Regions from separate parts of the Sus scrofa genome. Here region 1 is linked to region 2. Evidence: chromatin contacts called from public HiChIP or PLAC-seq data. All regions are on one chromosome and are shown on one strand. The core of a region is the stretch at or near the end of the contact, and the rest is flanking DNA. Distances in the headings are between cores, read along the strand shown.

Region 1 (4,401 bases), core at 1,722-4,221, 540 kb after region 2:
AAATGTACAAAAGGTCAAAAAGTAAGAATTCCCAGTTATAAAAAAATAAGCCCTGGGGATGTGCTGTATAGCGTGACTATAGCTAATAGTACTGCACTACATTTGAAAGTTGCTGTGACAGAGATCTTACCACGAAGTAAAAAAATGTAACTATATAAGGTGACGGATATTGACTAAACTTATTGTGGTAATCATTTCACAAAACATGCATATATCAAATCGCTAGGTTGTATTCCTAAAACCAATACAATGTAACATGTCAGTATAACTCAAAGTGAAAAAAAATTCTAAAAAAAGAATAACAAATTTTAAGACAACAGGTACTCTTCTTCTGGATTGACCAGGGAGTATGGAAGAGAACTAGAAATAACAATATGTATTTTCAATGTCAAAAAGCAGAAAAAAAAAAGTCAAATTTAAACGATTAATAAATGAGTTCCCTGGAGGGCTAGTGCTTAAGAATCTAGCATTGTCACTGCTGTGGCATTGGTTCAGTCTCTGGCCAGGGAACTTCTGCATGTCGTGGTTGCAGGAAAAAAAAATGTAATAATCAAGGACTTCAGCCAAATTTAATTTTTTTTTTTTTTTTTTGGTTTTTAGGGCTGAACCTGTGGCATATGGAAGTTCCCAGGCTAGAGGTCGAATTGGAGCTACAGCTGCCTGCCACAGCCACAGCCACAGCCACACTGGGTCATCTGAAACCTACACCACAGCTCACCACAATACCGGATCCCCCATCCACTTAGCGAGGCCACTGATTGAACCTGCATCCTCATGGATACCAGTCAGATTCGTTCCCACTGTGCCACAACAGGAACTCCTAAAATGTTTTTAAATGTAATGAGCACCTGCTGTGTCAAGACATACACTGCCAGCAGGCAAGCCAAGGGGAAAACTAGGAAAAAATCCACATTCTGGGTTTCAAGTAAGACAGACTTCCACAGACACAGCAGAATAGCAGCTAATAAAAGCAAAAGGAAAGCCAGACAATCCCAAAAGTGTCCAGGGTCCTGGGTCAACAACCTGGGAATAAGGGAAGAGACTGCCCAGGCAGCAGGTGTGGGCAAAGACCCAGAGCTCCCGGCAGCAAACGGGGGTGGGGTCGCTAAACCGCCCCAAATGGATTCACATCTGCAGTAGCCTGGCGCCAAGCCCTGTGTCTTCTGAAGGCACACAGATCAAGCCTCCCTCTCCAGAGGGAAGAAAAGAGAAGGGTTGCTCAGTTCTTCAGCTGCAGCCGTGAGCAATATCCACTGTGCCAATTTCCAATCTTATATCTAAACATCTGTTTACTTCAAATTACCAGCACAAAACTAAAACGTGATATTTTTGGCTCAGGAGTTCCACTCCTTGGTATGTATCTAGGAGCTCAAAACAAACCATCCACGCAAAAAAAGTGAACACGGATGTTCACAGCGGTATTCATAATAGCCAAAAAGTGGTAAAAATCCAAAAACATTCATCAATTGAGGGAAAATGGAAATGGGGTATACCCATTGAATGGATTATTATTCAGCCATAAGAAGGAAGCAAAGAAGCCAGATCCAAGAGACTCCCTTTGATGATTCTGAGCTTAGGAAATGCTGGAATAGGCAGAGCCATCGGACAGAAAATACTTCGCTGTGTCCAGGGCTGGGATGGGAAAAGAAAATGACTGCCTAACGGAAATGGATTTTCTTTTTGGGTGATGAAAACATTCTGGCATTAGTGGTCATGGTCGCGCAACTCTGTGAATAAACAAAAAATCCGCTGGATTATACACTTTGCAAGTGTGGATTTCATGGCATTTTTCAATAAAGCTGTTATTTTGTTTGAAAGGTGGGAAATATAGTCCCGCAAGTCTTTTTTTCTCTTTTATCTCTAAATCATAATCTGAGGGATTCTAATCTAGGGCCAGAAGCTCATCGTCCGGCCTCTGAATTAGTTTTATGCCCACAGACAGGCCGCTACTGGGTGCCCGACTGAGCCCACCCAGGACAAAACCCAGCGGGTGGGCCAGTCGTTGCGGTGGAGCAGGGCGCGGTTACTAGGCAACAGCGGCCGCCCCGCCCCGCCCCGCCCCCCCAATTAACCAATCAGGCTCGCCCGCACGCAGCGGTGTACTCCCAAGTACGCCAGCCGGAGCTTGACCTCACGCACTCCGGGACCCAGAGAGCCCAGAACCGGCAGCCCCCGCCCCCACCGCTTTCGCTCAGCCAATCAGAAGGGAGAGTGATGCGCGTTCTGTGCGTGCGACCGCGGCCCCCGCGCCGGGGCTTTCCCGCCCCACCCCCACTCCGCGGGCCCTGCCCGTGGGGAGCCGGTTCCGGGCCCCGTCGGGCGGGCGGGGAAGGGGGCTGCAGCCGCGCGCTTCGGAGGGCAACCTACCCTCCGCCACGCCCGCGAGTAGAGAGTTCCAAGCAAAGCACCCGCTCTTAATGGCGGCTGCGGCAGGGGCGGGGTACGCACCTGAGGTCCCCGCCGGCGGGCAGCGCCCTGCCGGTCGCGGGGTCCGAGGGCTGGGCCACCCGGGAGTGGCGGGGGGCCGAGGGCGGCGGCCGTGACCGCGATGAGGCGAGGACGCTGCGTGTGGGTGGCGGCCGAAGCCCTGCGCTCCACTATCCCTCCTTTTTCTCTTTCTTTTCCCTTTTTTTTTTTTTTTTTTTTTTTTTTGGCTTCCTGGAAGGCAGCCTTGACTCGTGTGTCCGCAGCGCCCCAAGTGGGAGTTGCCGTTTCCGGTGCCATGAAATCCAGTTCGCTGCACAGTTTGCTGGAAGGCTCTCAGTCCCCTTCTGCTCTAGGCCAGCCGTGCTCATCCATCCCCGGCCTTTGATGAGTGGCTGCAGGTGTCTGGTCTCACGCCGTGATACCGCCCTCAAACATGGACATACTCTCTTGCTGTTATTTAATATGATACTCATTAAATTGCAGTTTGTAGCTTTAAAGCGGTGAGGTCACAATTCCAGTGATCGGTGAATCTGCCTTAAAGCCCTGGAGTTATTTGTTAACTGACCTTTTGATGGGGTCATTGGCATTGCCAACCAATCATGAGCTGTCCATCAGGTGGTGCTGGCGTTCCAGCAAACAGTTGAATATGACTATAGTGTTATCTAATCAAACTTAAGTTACAGATTTATTTTAAATATACCAAAAGGAGAATAAGATAATAGAAATATTTACCTGTTGCTCAGATTTAACGTAGTGTGCCTTACTTCTTTTTCAGCCATGCTCGCAGCTAGCAGAAGTTTCTGGGCCGGGGATCCAACCCCTACCATAGGAGTAATCAGAGCCACAGCAGTGACAACGTGGGGACCCTTAACCCTCTGAACCACCTGGGAACTCAGTGTATATTTGAGTTGATACATTGTTTGAACTCATAGGCAGCAGCACTGATTGTAACTCATGTCTGAAAGGAAGCGTAGCTAACACTAGTATTTTCTACATAAGGCACATCATAGCCTTCTTGCGCTTAGAAACACAGGTAGCACTTAAGTACTATATTTGATGACCATTTTAAACAGCAAAATCACACACACACACACACACGCATGGAAGCACAAAATGTGGAAAATGAACATTAAATAGACCCAGAACAGGATACTCGTTTCCTATGTTAGACCTGAAACGAGTGTCACCTCATTCTACTTCAGCTGGGAACATGTAGGGCAGGCAGAACAACTTGTTTTTGCCACTGCTGTGTCTGCAAGATCGGGGAAAGGAAGGTGAGTATTGCTTTTTAAATTTACCTATAAATTATAGTGAGTAGGTGAATTCACAAATATGAAATTAGCAAATAATAAGGATTGACTTTTGTTGTTGCCCAAAACAATGGGAGTGTAAAACTCTCATACTTAAAAATGTAACCTGGAGGGGAGTTCCCATCGTGGCTCAGTGGTTAATGAATCCGACTAGGAACCATGGGGTTGTGGGTTTGATCCCTGGCCTTGCCCAGTGGGTTGGGGATCCGGTATCGCCGTGAGCTGTGGTGTAGGTTGCAGACATGGCTCAGGTCCCACGTGGCTGTGGCTCTGGCGTTGGCCGGTGGCTACAGCTCCGATTCGACCCCTAGCCTGGGACCCTCCATATGCTGTGGGAGCGGCCCGAGAAATGGCCAAAAAGACAAAAAAAAAAAAAAAAAAAGTAACCTGGAAACAATTTTCTTTCTTTTTTTTCTTTTTTGGCCACCCCATGGCATTTGGAATTCCCAGGCCAGGGATCATATCTGAACCACACCTGTAACCTACGCCGAAGCTGGGGCAACACTGGATGCCAGGCTTAACCCAGTATGCCAGGCTGGATATCTAACCTGCGTCCTGGCACTGCAGAGATGCTGCCGATCCCATTGTGCCACAGCGGAAACTCCTGGAAACAACTTTCTAATCTGCTTTAAAATCTTGTATAGGAAGAATTTTGGTGTTTTGA
Region 2 (4,454 bases), core at 645-3,144:
GCTGCTGTGGATGCACCTGAGTCTTTGCCCGTGGTTGGTGGTCACTTCAACACCTGCCGTCGCTAAGAAAGGCCCATGACAGAAGCTGGCATGTGGATGAGAGCTCCGTTCCCACCAGACCCTGGAGTTTCTGTGTCTCCACGGGCAGGAAACCCCAGGCAGGCGCGTAGCTGAGAAGCGGCTGGAGACCCACTCTGGCTCGTCCTCGTGGGTGAGGAGGGTCCAGGCAGGTGGTCCCAGCCAGGACCTGAACTCATGGGTGGTGAAGAGACAACAGGCTTTGGACTCTGTGTTCACAACCAGCTTACCTCTAGGATTCTTAGTCTATGCCCTTGCCAAGGTGTCCCTGGAAAGTGTTGCCGTGGGCCTTACACGTTGCACTGCCCCATGTGGAACGAGGGAGGCAGCGTGCGTCACAGGTGCAGCTCTGCAATTCAGATAAGGTTGGCTTTAGTCCTTGTGTCACAGTTTGCCGTGGAGACAACTTCTGGCACTCTGCCCAGGGATCTCGGGTCCCTGCGCTACCCTTCTCTCCCACAGGGTGGCAGCAGAGGGCGCCCAGCCCCTGTGTTTCTGTTTCGGTTCTGGCAGGGCCTCCTGGGGGCACTTCCACTGCGGCTGGACTGCCTGGCCTGGTCTGGGACGTCCGGGCCACCCCAGGCTGGGGCTGAAAGCCCCGCCCCAGCCAAGACGGGCCCCAGAGCTCGGGAGCCCAGGCTCTGAGATGCCAGGCAGGTGGGGGTTGGGAGACCCTCATGGGGTGGCGTGCCACTAAGAGTTCAGTGGCCTTGGACAAGGTGTTTAGTGACACATAACAGGAGGCCCTGGAGAATGTGTGCTGCGTGTGGGGCACCCACCTCTCAGCACCGTTCTCACCTCTGAAGGAAGTGCCCAGGGGCTGGGCAGCAGGTGGAGAGCCTGGGGGCTGGGTCCTAACTGCCCTGCTTTCCCCCCACCCCGGCCCGGGCCTGCCGCCTGCCTGGGGCCAGCTCCACGCCTCCACGAGCCTCATCTGGAAAATGGGGGTGAGAAGGCTCCTGGGACTGAAGGAGGAGCCGGGATTGTCCTTCCTTCTATCCTCCAGCGTTGTCTCTTCACCTCAGTGGCCTCTCCATCCATCTCTCTTTGTCTCTGGCTGTTTTTTCTCTAGAGGGCCGCACCCACGGCATGTGGAAGTTCCCAGGCCAGGGGCCAGCTGGAGCTGCAGCTGCCGGCCTGCACCACAGCCACAGCAACGCCGGATCTGAGCCACATCTGCAGCCTACACCACAGCTTGTGGTAACGCTGGAACATTAACCCCCTGAGAGGGGCCAGGGTTTGAACCTGCATCCTCTTGGATACTAGTTGGGTTCTTAACCCCTTGAGCCACAATGGGAACTCCTCTGGCTCTTTGTTATTATTATTATTGTTTTTGTTTTTTGTTTTTTACCTTTTCTAGGGCCTCACCGGTGGCATATGGAGGTTTCCAGACTAGAGGTCCAACTGGAGCTGGAGCCGCCAGCCGACACCACAGCCACAGCAACGCGGGATCCTTAACCCACTGAGCGAGGCCAGGGATTGAACCCGCAACCCCGCGGTTCCTAGTCAGATTCGTTAACCACTGAGCCACGACGGGAACTCCTGGCTCTTTGTCATGTCTGGCCTGGCTTGCATCTCTCTGCGCCCATCCACCCATGTCCCATGGGTATGGGTGTGGACGTGTATTTCTGTGTTTCTGTGTTTTCAGCGTGTCTCTCTCCGTGTCTTCCCACTCTTTGTCCCTGCCTGTGCGTGATATGCAAGCAGCCCTATTTCATGCTCTTTCTCCCTGTCCCCCTCTGTCTCTTCCCCTCTGTGAGGCCTGTGTGTGTTGTGGTTGTGTGTGTGTATTTAGTGTGTGTTGTGTGTGTGTCCGTGCACGTCTCTCTCTCTGCCTGACTGCCTCCGTCTTGTTCTCTGTCTCTCTCTGTCTCCGCCTCCGTCTTGGTCTCTGTCTCTGTCTCTCTCTGTCTCTGCCTCTGTGAGAGCCGAGCCTGTCCGGCAGAGCAGCGGATGTGTGAGGGATGATTCAGTGGCTGACAGGAAGCCCGCCGCCTTGCCTGCTGCCCGCCAGTGTCTGTGGCGTTGGCATCGGCTCGGGCAGGTGTGTGGGCTCAGGATGAGGTGGCCGCAGTGAGGAGCGCCTGCTCTCAGGTAAGCCTTTCCCAGGGGTGCCTGGAGCCTGGCCCCAAGGCAGGGGTCCTGAGCTGTCCCCAGACACCCCACAGGGGATGGGAGTGGCCTCGCTGGCCGAGCAGGAGCACTTGGCTGCCGGCTGGGGGTGGGGGTGGGGGCTGGGAAGAAGCCAGGCCGCCCGGCACCCCCTGCCTTGGCCCCGGCACTGTCCTGGCACCCCTGGCTAGGGGGCCCTCACCCCAGACCCTGCAGCACTAGAGGTGCAGCTATTTCTGGGGCTCCGGCTACTCTCCTGCCCCCATTTTCCCCAGCCCAGCCCGCACAGCCCTGGGGAGCCCCAGGGCAGCCGCTCCCCGGGGCAGGCCTGTGAGCCTGAGTTTCTTCATCTGTATAATGGGACTGGAGCTGCCCTGCCACAGGGCTATGGGAGGTCGGGTGAGACGCTACAGACGGGCAGGCCCAGGTCCTGCCCTGGGCCAGGGAGAAGCGGCTGTCCCGGCCGTCCCGAGCCCCAGCCAGCTCGCTCCTGTGCGGCTGGAGGAACTACAGGCCCTGGGCTGCTCGTGGTGGCCGCTCTGTTCACCATCCCCCACCCCTGCCCCAGAACAAGGGCTGCCGTCCGGGCCCCTGCACCTGCCGCTGGAGCGTAAAGAGCCTCCATTGGAGTCCTCCTGGCCTCATCGGAAGGCCAAGGTCATTTGGGAAAATGGAGCAGAGCCCCGCGGATAAAGCCTTCTCAGGGCTTGGGCCGGACCTCTGGCTCCCCGCTTAGCCCCCAGAGCCTGCCCTTCGGCCCTAGGGGTCCCAGGTTCCCCTTCTCCAGCATGAGGAGGGCTGGGAGGCCGGGCAGGAGGGCCACCAAGGCGCCTTGGGGACGGGAGGTGGGTGCTGAGGCTCGCTCAGCCCAGCCCCGAGAGCTTTTCCGCCATCGGCTTGTTGCAAACCTTGTTCATATGAAAACTGCCCACTTCCCTTTCTGCTATTTTGGCCCCGCAGGCCACGGGCTGAGGGCCTCCCCTCCCCACCCCACCCAGCCCTGCCGGCCCCTAGGGGCCCTCCTGCGGCTGCGAGGCCTGGCTCTGCTGGGGCCCAGCCCCTCCGCCTCCCTGTCCCCCGCCCACCTGCTCTCAGACCTGGATGGGAAAGGAGGAAAGCGAACAGATTGATTCCGTCTGGGGGGCAGCCACAGAGGTTTTCCTCAAACGAGTGTCTTTTAAAAAATATTGTGTACATCTTTAAAACGTCCTGTAAGGAAGGATTCACGTAGCAGAGTGTAGGCCCGGGCGTCAGCCCACCCTGGGAGCGGATGCCGGCTCTGACCGCTCAGCTGTGTGACCTCAGAAGGAGTACTCACCTCTCTGGGCTTCCCTCTCCTCCCTCGGAAGGCAGGAGCTGGCGTCTCCGAGGTGATGCTCTGCCTGTCTTGGACAACTGGGGGGCTGGGCAAAGGCCACACTCTCTTCAGATCCCAGCCCCTCCCAGGGTCCCCGCACAACGCCCCCCGCCCCCGTGTTGGACAGTTGTTGAGGGGGCTTAGACCTGCAGATCTTGGGGACCAGGCAAGGCAGGTTTCAGGTAGGGTTGCCTCATACTGTTCACTGCAGGCCGTCCAGCCAGCTCTGGCCCCAACAGGCTGCGGCTGCCGCTTTCCATCCTTTGGGGACCGTGGTGCTGGCAAGTCATGGTGGTCCCAGCCAACTGTGCCCCACTAGCCTGCTCTAGCACCTGGCAGGCGTCAGTTCAGTGCTGGGCCTCACACGACCAACCTGAGGGTTGAAAGTCATTTCCCCGGTTTAACAGAGGGGCAACCGGAAGCCGGGGATGCTGGGCCAGAATTGGAAACCTTATGCCCCGCTCCCTTCCCTCACGCACGGCCAGGGGTAGAAATGGGCTTGGGCTGGGGGCACCCCGAAGTGTGCGTCTTGTCCCAGGCAAGGCGGCTTTCTGACGGGCGGGGTCCTCTGGGAGGGAGGGTGGCAGAGGTCAGCAGCCCAAGTCCTGGGGCCTCAACCCCCAGGACAAGGGTGTGGACTTGCTCTGGGGTCTTAAGCGAAATCCGGGAGTGGCCAGGGCTGGACCCTCCCCCTGGCTCTTGCAGGGAGCATCTGTGCGACAGCCTCTCCCCGTGTGTCTCTGCCTGAATCTCCTCGGGGGCAGAAAGTCTCTGTCTTGACCAAAGGATGGAAATGCCAAAGGTGGGAGCTCGAGGGACCCGTCCAAGCAGCTGGAAATAAGACACTGGGCAACGTCTCTTCTGAGCCAGGCCAGACATGCTCGTCCTCCCAACAATGGTTTGAGGA

The links. HiChIP or PLAC-seq counts read pairs in DNA pulled down with a chosen protein or histone mark.
Region 1: a contact with region 2 is called in an H3K27ac HiChIP or PLAC-seq map of alveolar macrophages. The contact joins the promoter of LOC100620992 here to the promoter of LAT2 in region 2. A contact is called at or near these places in 2 of 47 Hi-C or Micro-C datasets (embryonic fibroblasts and fetal skeletal muscle) and 1 of 2 datasets of contacts at active chromatin or transcription factors (alveolar macrophages).

Annotation. Positions count from the first base shown.
Region 1 is chr3:11,895,485-11,899,885 of Sscrofa11.1, forward strand. It overlaps LOC100620992 (general transcription factor II-I repeat domain-containing protein 2), which reads right to left and starts at 2,972. Exons shown (of 14, transcript XM_013995562.1): 1 at 2,449-2,972.
Region 2 is chr3:11,351,979-11,356,432 of Sscrofa11.1, forward strand. LAT2 (linker for activation of T-cells family member 2) reads left to right here and starts at 1,895. Exons shown (of 13, transcript NM_001243411.1): 1 at 1,895-2,172.